2 separate regions of the Mus musculus genome follow, and region 2 is linked to region 1. A link is a contact called in public Hi-C data. All regions are on one chromosome and are shown on one strand. Each heading gives the region's core, a stretch centred on a gene start, on an enhancer-like site or on the middle of the called end of the contact. The rest is flanking DNA. Distances are from core to core; before and after follow the strand shown.

The links. Hi-C and Micro-C count contacts between places; a contact is called where the count stands out from the background.
Region 2: a contact with region 1 is called in a Hi-C map of CD8 T cells, with 2.2 times the contacts expected there. The contact joins the enhancer-like site here to the promoter of Pstpip1 in region 1. A contact is called at or near these places in 4 of 39 promoter capture datasets (the 3T3-L1 cell line, cranial neural crest, macrophages and 1 more), 1 of 15 datasets of contacts at CTCF or cohesin (CD8 T cells), 11 of 484 Hi-C or Micro-C datasets (the Ba/F3 cell line, CD4 T cells, CD8 T cells and 6 more), 1 of 115 datasets of contacts at active chromatin or transcription factors (bone marrow-derived macrophages) and 2 of 9 other capture datasets (adipose tissue and macrophages).

The regions. Positions count from the first base shown.
Region 1 is chr9:56,088,320-56,094,076 of GRCm38.p6, forward strand. Pstpip1 (proline-serine-threonine phosphatase-interacting protein 1) reads left to right here and starts at 1,657. Exons shown (of 15, transcript NM_011193.3): 1 at 1,657-2,125. The coding sequence starts at 2,090.
Region 2 is chr9:56,204,558-56,210,377 of GRCm38.p6, forward strand. Peak1 (pseudopodium-enriched atypical kinase 1) reads right to left here. Exons shown (of 7, transcript NM_172924.3): 7 at 1-3,054. The coding sequence ends at 1,891. Among named protein-coding and RNA genes, the nearest start is that of Peak1os, 34 kb to the right of the region's middle. Within about 2 kb of position 2,709, at least 71 of the 459 cell types and tissues checked have an H3K27ac peak or open chromatin away from gene starts, as enhancers often do. A contact at or near this core is called in CD8 T cells, ECoMG-derived neutrophils, adipose tissue and 2 more, where this site is marked.

The sequences.
Region 1 (5,757 bases), core at 407-2,906:
TCCATTAGGGTAGAAACCAGATCTGCCTCCTCTCCTGGCAGACCTGTCACCAGCATTCTTTGTGGCTCTAAGCTGAGGAGGGGGGGGTCTCATGGTCACTGTAACTTTCTCCAGCATCTATGACAGCCCCAAGGGTCTGCTGTGATGGTGATGATGCTGAAGTACCATCTATTCTTAGCCAATGAGATACCAGGGAAGATCTCCCAAGAGGCTGACGAACAGGACTTTGGAGAAGACAACTTGGGTTTTCCCTTTCTTCTTTTGATGTGGCTGCATCTGGAGGTGTAGACTCTGGGGGTGGGGTGGGGGCTGGACTCACCCAGCAGACTGAAGGGAAGAGATTCCTGGAGAGGTCAGCAGGGACCCCAGCTTGGGCTTTTCCTGTCAGTTAAAACAAGGCTCCTGGTAACAAAGGACTCTGGTCTGCTTTCTGATTTCAAGGTTTCATCCCATTTTACAGATGGAGATGTTGAGTTGGCCAATCTGTAACAATAAAAGTAGCTTCAGCAGAGGGCCTGTAGGGTTAAGGTAACTTACACCACGTGGTTATGAGTGACTGGTGTTCTTCTAAAGGATCAGAGTTCGATTCCTAGCACCTACATTAGGCAGCTCCAAAGGATTGGATGCCCTCCTCTAGCCTCTACAGGCATCTGTACATACCTAGCACACACACATATCACGCAAATAAAAATTAGAAATGAATCTCTTTTTAAAAGATGCTCATTAGCTCAAGCCCCGGGATTCTAGAGAGAAGGGCTTCCAGCAGCAGGCCTGCTGTGCTTCTTCTTGGGGGTGTTTAGGGAAGCCTGGGTGTGCCTCTCTTTAAGCCCTGGCACGTGTAACCCACACTTGGGAACTCAGCTGTCTGATCAACCCAGTTGGTCCTAAGGTAAGCCTCGGTAAGGGTGGTGATTTGTGGACAGTCTCTGACTCATTCTTTTCACCAGCCCACCCCGGGCTCAGGACTCCAGAGGCCTCTTCTGCTGAGTGGGCAAACCCTGTCTGGAAAGGGTTCCCCAGGACCTGCTTGCCCTACAAAGAGAAATTCCAGAGGCATTCTTGATACGAAACACTTTCCCAGAGACTGGAAGTGACAGATGGGGAGGCTGAGGCTCTGAGTTAGGTCAATCAAGGTCCGTCCACTAGTGAAGGGCAGAATCCAAACTAAACAAAAGCTGAGCCTGAGTCTCCAGACTCCTGTCTCCCTCTATCACAGTTATGAACTGAAGATGGAATGGGTGAAGATTTGCACGGGGTCAAGGACCCGTGCCTCATCACACTGAGGTCCCTTAGCTAGTTACCTTCTCAAAACAAGTCTCCACTCTCATAGCCCCGGGACCAGGACCGCAATTGAGTCCGCCCCGTGCTGTGAGCAACTTGAGGGTAGGACCTAGTCTAGGGCATGAACTGCTAAAGTTGGAATGAATGGTGGACGTCCTTTTCCGGGGTGAGACCCTAAGAACCTAACCTCTTGGGGCCGGCGAGAGTAACAGTCATGAGATTCCTAACTTGTTAGTTCTAAAGCTAAACTGGGCCAGGACTTGAGCAGGCAGCAGGGTGGCAGGTGGCAGGCGGGGCTGGGGCTGTGCAGGAGAAACTCAGCAGCTCAACTTCCTGTGGGTTAGAGCCCTGCGCCTGCCCTGGGGGAGGTTGCACAAACCTTCCTGTGCCGGCCTCAGGCTGCCTGCCTGCCTGCCTGGCCTGTGCACATCCTTCCTCTCTCCCAGCCTCTGCCTGCCACCTGGGCTGCCTGCCCTGGGCCTCAGCCTGCGTCCTCCTCCATCAGTGGGGCTGGCGAGAGCCTAGGCTGGAAATCGTGGCCCACCCTTCCATCACTGGGCAGGGCTCCTTCCTCATTTCGCTGCTGATTCTAGCCCCAAACAAAACAGGTTGAGCCTTTTTCCTCCTCCGGCAGTTGCCTCTGGCTTGTGGCTGCCTTCTGAGCGTTTCAGACGGCGCCGGCTGGGAGTGGGAGGGAGGGCCTGGGCTAGCCGCGCTGGGACTGGGACGTGCTCCTGGCTCCTGGCCCATGTTCAGCCCTGCTTGAAGCAGGAGTGCTAGCATTTGACACAACAGACGCCCTTGGAGGATGATGGCCCAGCTGCAGTTCCGAGATGCCTTCTGGGTGAGTGGAGTCGACTGGGGGCGGTGAGCTTGCCGAACAGGTCCAGCCAGGCAGGAATCACCTTGGAGACTGACATAGGGGTACAGTTTCCCCATAAAAATTGTGCCTTGACTTTGGTCTTAATTATCATGGAGGTGGCCTGGGCCACAGTCTCTACTGACATGAAAGGCAAAAGAGGGGCCCTGGCTAAGATAATGAATTTCTCTCACAGACATCACCCCCACAGCCAGAGGGATGGCCTCAGGCTGTTTCTCCTCAGGGGCATGCTGCCCCAGCGGCAGAGCTCACCAGGACAGCCTAATGGAGGATTTGAGGAGGATACATAGGGAGGAGTGTACAAGGGAGAAGTCAGCAGCCCAGACACCAGACCAACTTTAGTTTGGTTCGGGTCTCAGCTTTGTAAGGGCTGGGTCGGTTGCTGTTTCTCTCTGGGCCTCAGTTTCTACATCTGTATAATGGAGATAAGTACAGATATTTGACAACTGAAGGTGATCCAATGCAGTAAAGCCCTGGTGCCTTGCCAGAGTTAAAACTCTTTCACCCAGTCTCTGATCTCTGCATACCTCAGGTTCATGAACAAGGCAGCTGGGCTAGGCAACTTCCTGCCTGCTGTTTCAAATTCAGGGCAGGTGTAAAACAAATCTTTTTGCCGGTGAGATGAGGAAACCTAGCCAGGAGGGCAGTAGAGGCCACAGCGCTTGCCCAGCTCTCCTGCTTTTCCACTTTTCCCTCAGCTTCCCCTAGTCTCCTCCACCCCTGACTGTCCCTTGGAGACACAAGGCTGAGACCTTTTGGTTAAAGCTGGGGATGTCTTTCTCCTGAGGATAACTCTCCAACACCACAGGGGACTCTCAGGACCTTTTACTCACCCAGGGCCCACTCCTAAGGTCAAAGCCAGGAGGATGAGGGTTAGTAAGCCACCTTCCTTCCTCTCTGCCAGCTTTGCTTGGGGTCTGTGCTAAAGTATGAGTGGCCTTCCTCCCTTGAAACTGACTTCACAGAGGACAGAGGGCCTTGCCTGGAGAGGGCACCTTGTACCTGTCTGGGCCTCAGTTTTCCTGTGTTTACAGAGAAGAGTGTAGGACCAGTCCAGAGCTGCAGATGAAAGCAGCTGCTTTGGCCATCTCATTCACCGGGGTGCTCATTGCTCAAGGTGAATCCAATCGCTGCTCTGACTTAGAAACCTGCAACCCAGGAAGGCCAGAAACCCTGGTCCATTTTATCCCTAGTGTCTCAATCCCAATCCCAAATGTCTGGCCTCAACTTCCCCAGATCAAAGCCAAGAAAAGCAGCAGCCCAGTGGCAGGGACCAGGCAAAAGGATGACATATAAGACATCAGGGCGTGGTGGCAGCAGTAGGACCCAGCTTCCCCGGGGCTGCTTCCTAGGTAATGTCTCGCCATGCCCTGTACTGGCTACACCTCTGGACTGCTGCTGGCATCCTGGGCTTCTCTTCACAGTGGCTCCCAGGGCCTTGGTTAGGAGAAGCTTCCCAGGGAAGGCAGAGCAGAGACAAGGAGGAAGTGGACAGTGGGACCCATTCAACTGCCTTTGAATCCTGCAGCCTGGCAGTAAATAGTCTTAGGCCTAGAGCGGTGGCAAATGCCTGCAATCTCAGCTTAGGCAGAGAGAAGAGAGCCAAAGTAAGTTGAAATAAAGCAGGCCTTGTCTGCATGGTAAGAGCTTGTCTCAAGTGACAGGGAGAGGCAGTGGGTGTAGTTATGGAGAAAGGAAGAAAAGGAAAGGATATCCAGTCTTTTCTTTTTTAATGAAATTTTATTTATTTTTATTTTATGTATTTGGGTATTTTGCCTGCATGTGTCTGTGCACTGTGTGCATGCAATGCCTGTGGAGGCCAGAAGAGGGCGTCATATCCTCTAGAACTGTAGGTACAGATGGTGGTGAGCCACCACGTTATGGGAGGAATTAAACCCAGGTCCTCTGGAAGAGCAGCTAATGTTCTTAACTGTTAAGCCATCTCTCTAGCCCCAACATCTAGTTTTTAAATAGTAGAAGGAAACCTCTGAGCTGGATGGAACAGATCATTTATCTGGCAACTTTGTCTATCCTGAACACAGGTGGGAACCAGCCAGATTTCTAACATCAGTTCATAAGCAGGAGGGAAACAAAGGTGTCCTGGAACTAAAGACTCCGTTACTAAGAGCTATCCCCAGAGCTCATTCATATGCTTATAGGAGATACCCGAGAGCCGCGTGTTGTGAGCATGTGTGTGTGTAAGGATTTGTGTAAGTGTGGACATGGATGTGTGCCATGGTGTGTGTAGATCAGAGGGTGGCTCCTGGGTGAGACTCCCTTTCGCTTGTTTTGAGACAGGGTCTTCTGTTTGCTTCTGTGTGCACTTGGCTATCTATCGGCGCTTGAGTTCCCAGGAATTCTCCTGTCTCTCACTCCAGTGCTGCTTCAGGGACTCTGGGATTATAGACAGGAGCTGCACCTGATTTTATGTGGGTTCTTGGATTCAGAGTTGAGTCTTTCTACTCACATGCAAAGTGCTTTACCCGCTAGCTATCTCCCCAGTCCTACCCCAAGATTTTAACAGGCCGTGCAAAGTTTATTGACCCACAATTTGAACAAGTAGCATAGAGGACTATCCTCCCAGACAAAAAACGCCACCATCTACGAGTTCAGCAGGGGCCGTTTGCTGGACTTGCTGCTATTGGCTGTCTTTTTGCCTCACCTGAGTAGCCGGCTGACCTCCCTCCCAGCTGTCTGCAATTTTGCCCTAATTACACGTAGCCTTGCCTCAGGTTCAGGGAAGGACTAGGTGAGAGGTTCCTCCTGTGAAGCTCTGGGGGAGATTAGCATCCGTGTGTGGAGTGAGTACAGACCTCCTATGGGCTGCTTTAAGGTCATCTGTGCTCCTTCCCATAACCCCCCACTCATTGCTCAGTAAGTAAACTCAGTGGTTCCCCACCATGGTCTTAAGTGGAATCGTACATCAGTTTATCATTGGGACCATGGAGGAGAGGGTAGATCTTTATGCCTCCATCTAGGGAAGGAGTTTTAGCAACAAGTGTGTCCATGGGGTCCTGTAGATACAGCCATTCGTAGGGGCCTGTCTGGGGCTATAGATATAAATGTTGATGAACTGGACCTAATAGAGGCATTCTCCCCGGATAGCTAAGGAGACAAAGAAGTTATAGAAAACAGATATGATAGGCTGGACATGATGGTACCCACCTTTAATCCAGAATTTCAAAGGTGGAGGCAGGAGAATAGTAAGTTTAGGACAGCCTGGGCTACAAAGGAAGCTATAGACTAGCCAGAAATGTATAGCAAGGCCCTGTCTCAAGTCCTTTCTCCCAGCAAAAGCAGATAAGATGACTTAGAAGTAGTGGGACGTTGAGCACGGGACTAGCTGTAGTCCTGTCCCTTTTTAGCCTTGTATTGAAGTCTGTCCGTACAGCTACACAGTGTGGATGGCCTGATTCTGGCTGTGCAGAACATTTCCAAGGCTGGCTGTCATGGGAGTGAGTTTGGGTGGCTGGCCACAGTGGATAGAAAGGAAGAGTTTGTTTCCGTGACACAGACATTGACAAGGAGCATTGTAGATTTGCTGGTAATTTGTGGCTAGGCTGAAGAGCAGGACCTGTTATGTGAGACCAGTCTGA
Region 2 (5,820 bases), core at 1,459-3,958, 120 kb after region 1:
TGTGGGCCAACCAGCTCTCTTTCCTGGGAGTCCAGAGCACTAGCCAGGAACACAAGCCACCCTCCATATGCAGCCTCACACATACCGTTCTCTTTTAAAATGCATAATAAAATACATTCTCCTTTTTTGATCCTCTTTGATAAAGGTGAATCATGTGAAAGGCTGTTAAAAATGTTAAAAGTCTACAAGTTTCCAAGGCCACTAAGGTGCCACCCAAATAATACTGCACAAAATCAGTCTTGGCTTTAAGACAACTCGGCGCTGGTGGACCAGGGCTTTCTGGGTTTTCTTCACTGGCAAGGTATACAAAATGGATCTGTCTACCCCACTGTAGGTTGCTTTCCCAGAAGCCTAGCTCCAGCATGTGCATGCAACATGGTTGGTTCCACACGCATACTCACTTACCATTCAAGTGACTCTTGGGATTTCAAGGGTGAAGTAAACAGAGACTCACAGTTTTGAATAAAACAAGCACATGAGTGTACATACACACAGGTGGAAAGGACACTCGCCTCTTAGCGCAAATATGTGCCAAGGGAAGACAGAAAGGCTTCTGCAGTTCTCACTCATGGAAAGTTGCAACATAAACACTGTAATATACAGCTTAAAAATACATACAAAAATTGCACATAATTCACGGGAGAGCCCGGGCTCCACGGGGAACAACTCTCAGTCACCCACTGCAGCCATCAGCCTTCCTGTGAGCCGAGCTCCAGACCCACTGCAGAGTCTTAGGAGCAACGTGCCACTCACTCTGGGAGGCAGTCTTTCTGGAAGAGGCTCGCACTCCGAGGAACAGGTCAGCCATCTTCGTGACCTTTCCCATTCCCCTTGTCTTCCGGCCATTCCAATAGCCAGCTTCGGGTAGCTTTCTAAGGTGATGGTGACGCTAAACGGATAACCATCTCACTCAGGGCTGTTGCCGACAGCATTTGGCAGACTAGTTAATACCGGCTTACTGACGGAAGGAAGCTGGCCAATTACTGCTTGTGGGGGAAGAAACTCTGACTCAGACAGACACCACCAGGCCTGGCTGCCATGCGGGTAGGTCTGACAGGAATCAAAGAACAGTACTTGAAAGTCTGTTCCCTGAGGGCCCCTGGAGAATTGCACACATAAGGACATTATTTCTTCATATCCTGCCAACTATTCATAATCTCTGGACTATATTTCATCCTGCTGAGGCATCGGTGATACCACCTTTGGTCAGCTTTGTAATGGGCCACCACAAGAAGTGAATGATAAACCCAAACTTCAGCAGGCGGGACAGGGTGAAGGTGAAGGACAGTGAAGCAGTGGCAGCAGGGTTGCGGCTGCCGGGTGGCTCTCTATGTAGGGTCCCCTCCTTTCACTGTATGCCAGAGCAAAGGCTAGTCCCCAGTGACTACAACGGAGCCAAGAAGGATAATGGGATGTCCTCTAGGGAAAGAGGTGGTCACTTCAAGGGAGAGGAATCTGCTGTGAGAGCATTAGTGGGTGACAGCTGAGGTTGGTGATGTGTGTACTGCTAGCTAGTTAATGCAGGCGAGCTTCAGAGTTATGGAAGAGGTGTATGCAGCTTGGTGAGATCATTCCATGGGAGCTGCTCCTTCATGGCTGTGCATTTTTCACTTTTTACCCCACATTTGTGAGACTATTGGGATGACAAATGCTCCAAGGGAAGGTGACTGCATGTTTGTGCAGCTGAACTGCTGTACAGTAAAGAAACACTCAGCCATTCACTGTAGAAAGCTGTAGGTGACCTTGCTGAATGGAGCCCATGTCCCTGGACAAGGGTGGCAGTTGGCTTCTTTCCTTTCCTTAAATTCTGAGTGGATACCAGGACAGGGACATGAGGGTAACATGAGGAAGGTGGAGATATTTAACAATAAAAGCAATGCCCGGGCCATATTAACGGTATTGCAGGATTTTTACAATATAGCTCAGGGAGTCTGTAGTGGCAAAGGCCAGATACTGAGCACAAAGCCAGTCCTCCAGGCTGATGCCCCCCTCTCTGTCCAGGGACTTCTCCGCGAACTTGATCATCAGCAGGGTTCGCTTGATGTCTAACCAGTTTTGGAGCAGAGCGTTCTTCTGTGCGAGGGTTGCAGAGGTGGTGAAGATTTGAAAGAGATCTTCTCGGGGGCCCCAGAGCAGACATTGGAGGATGCCTTTGGCGTCAGAAATGAGGATGCGCTCAGAAGGGTTGGGATTCAGGAGGCAGCTAGCAAGCTGCTGTAGACCCCAGGAGTACGGGGAGCGGAGAGGGATCCGAGGCAGATCTGTGCGCGTGTACTCCTTCTCCTTCAGCTCCGGGTTCTCGTCAAAAGGGTTGGGCAGGTGCAGCATCTCATAGATGAGAATGCCCGTCTGGAATTCATCACACTTCTTATACTGGGTGGCCGTGATGATCTCTGGGGCAAGGCGGGACTGGTCTCGGAGGATCTGGGGGTCCACCAGGTGGCTCTTCTGCTTGGCCTGAGAGAAGTTACTCACAATGAGCCTTGTAGGACAAGCTAAGGTGGGGCAAGGGTCTGCAGGAGAAGGGCCCTGGGCAGCTCCCCCAGGTTGGTGCTGGACAAGCAGCAAGTTCTCCAGGCGAAGATCGCAGTGCGTGACGTGGTAGGGCTTGAGGTGCTCAAGCCCAGAGCACAGCTGTAAGAGCAGCAGACACACTTGCCTCTCATACAAGTCAGGGCTGTTCCCATGATGGGCCAAAGAATCTCGCACGAAGTCGGCCACAGTGAGATGGGGAACCTCCCTGGTGATGACCACAACGTGGCTTCTTTGTTTCCTGTTTGTGACTCGTTGGTTCTCTTTCTGGGATGGCTCTGTTTCAGAGCAGGGCTCAGGATTTCCCCCCAAAGTTTCTGCCTTCCCCTCTTCTTCGCTGTCTTCAGTGCCATCCTCTGCCTTTTCAGGAGCATCAGGATCCTCCCAGGGAAGCAGACGACTAGGGACTTCAGCAAGGAAATGGCCACAATCCTGCTGGATGTTAAAATGCACAGGCAGACTCTGCCGGACAGCCAGGCTATGGTAATACTGCTGAGACTCCTTAGCTTTGCTCTTGCAGATCTGAAAGAGAGCAGGAGGCACACTTAGACTTCCCATAAGCAGACACACGAGGTGCAGAGGATGATTAACTGCAAGGTGACTCATTAGGAACACAGTAAGTCTTCAGAAAGGGTCTGGGCAGCCAGCCTATAAGTGACTACCGTTTCTCATGGACCCACATTCAAGGCTACGCTCAGTGCCTTATGTGCACCACCTCTAGTCTGCACTCAGTGCCTTATGTGCACCACCTCTAGTCTGCACTCAGTGCCTTATGCGCACCACCTCCAGCTTTCATACAAGCCCCTTAGACTGTGGGCTCCAACTAACGGAGCTGGAAAAGTGGATGTACGCATGCTGAAGAATGGAACTTGACCCCTAAGCTCTCATCAGTTACAAAATCAACTCAAGATGAATTAAAGATTTACCCTCAAACTATGAAGTTATAAAACCAGGAGAAACAGGGAAAAGACTGTAGGATGTTGGATCAGGAAAGAAATTTGTGTACAAGACTCTAAAAGGATAAGTAATAAAAGCATAAATAGACATTAGAGACTATACCAAACTAAAAAACTTCTGTATCACAAAGAAAACAGACTGAAAACATAACAATGGGAGATATAATTGAAACTACATATCTGATAAGGGGCTATTCAGAATGTATTAGGAATTCTAAATAACTGGGCAGTGGTGGCACATGCCTTTAATCCCAGCACTTGGGAGGCAGGCGAATTTCTGAGTTCAAGGTCAGCCTGGTTTACAGAGTGAGTTCCTGGACAGCCAGGGATACATAGAGAAATCCTGTCTTGAAAAAAACAAACAAAACAAAAATCAAAATAAAAAAATACTAACCAACAACCAAAAACAACAACAAAAATCACTAAAACTCAAACAATTCAATTAAAAGTAATTAGCACAAGGCATACAATGGGACACACACACACATACACCCCCCCCCCCACACACACACAGACATACACTCATACACACACACACACGAACACACACACGCACACCAGAGAAAGGCAAAGCAAACCATATCCCTCACTTCCACTAGAACGGATGTTCCTGGGCTGGAGAGGTTGCTCAGCAGTTAGGAATACTAGCTTTTGTTGTGCAGGACCTGAGTTCAGTTCCCAGCACACATGCCATGAAGGTCACAAGCACATGTAACTCCAGTTCCAGGAGGACCAGCTGCCTCTGGGCTCTGAGGGTGCTTGCACTCAGATAGACACACCTCACCTCCCCATATACATAATTAAAAAGTAGCAAAAACAAATCATAGAAAAAAAAGCAAGGCTGTCACCGAAAGAAAAAAAAAAGCGCTGGTGAAAAGTGTGGAGAAACAGAACCTCGTGGTGCACACTGCTGGTGAGAACAGGAAGGAGAACAGTCAGAGAGGAGCCTCAAAGAGTGAGAAACAGAGCCACCACGTGACCTCACACATTCACTGCGTAGTCACGGGAACGGAAGCAGCACTGTTGAAGGAACATCAGTATTCTACCGTTTACTACTGATAGGCAAGAAATGGAAATGATATTAACTACTGACTGGATAAATAAACTATGGTACATATACATAAAAATAACAACAGTCTGTGTTTTGTGATGACAAGGATGGAGGTGGAGATGATTTGCTAAAGTGAAATAAACCAGGCTCATACAAACAACAGTGTGATCTCAGTCAGATGTGGATCCCTAAGAATGGTCTCATAGAAGCTGGACGGAGCTAGTGGTTTTCAAAGGCTGGGGAGAGGCTGGGGATGGCTGAGCAGCAGGTGTAAACAATAGGTTGGAGGCATGAATTCAGATGCTTGTACAATATTATGATTATAGATAATACACTATTTAATTTCAAAGAGCTAGAAGGAAGGATTTTGAATGTTTTAGTACCAAGAAGACTGCATGTCCAGTTTATGTTTTTCCAAATAAGAAAGGATAAGTAAGCGTCCAGATAAATATTAGCAGTTTGCAGAGTTGAGTGTGTTGCAATGCCAAAGCTGGTTCTGCTCTATCTTTTGTATACCTAGAAGACAACACAACTAGCATAATAAATGTTCTCTTACATTCTGTAGGAATTTCTAAGCCTGGCGCTCTTTCTCATCCCGTCCCCTGTGGGGCAATGGGTTATGCACAGACAGTCTGGTCTCCAGTTGAGCTGAGGTGTGGAACCCTGGTGAAACCCAGTGGTGATAGTTCACCTACATGGGATGGAAGGCGGTCCCTCATGTCTCCTGGAATTCCCTGGCTCCTGTCGAAGTTACCGTCCCCACAGCCCCCACAGGAGAAGCTGTGGCTTTTAGTCACGTACACAATGTCCCAAGCTTCTGACCTTCACGCTAGACTTCTCCCAGTTACCTAGCAACAACAAGATACCGTCCCACCATAAGAGGGGCTGCTTGGCCCCACCTCACTCTCTCCTTTTACTCCCTTTCCTCACTCTCTTACACTCTCTCCTCCCACTCTCTCTCTTTAACCTCTTACCCTAGACTTTCTTCTCTCTCTCTCCTTTCCCCCTTCTTTCCTCTTGGCCATGGCTGGTCTCTCTCTTTTACCTTCTCTCCTTCCCCCTACCTTTCTACAATAAAGTTCTAAAACCACAGACTCTCTGTTCATCAAGGCCTGCTGTGCTTGGATGGTGGGATAGGCTTTCTTCCTAATGAGCCGTTTCTAATCTCCCGATGGAAGGCCTACCTGTGCTCCAGCCATGGACCGGACAGGATTCTTTCCTTCTGCCCTCTCTCCCGTATCCCCGGGGCTGAGCAGGTGTCACCCTAGGGCCCCTGGTATC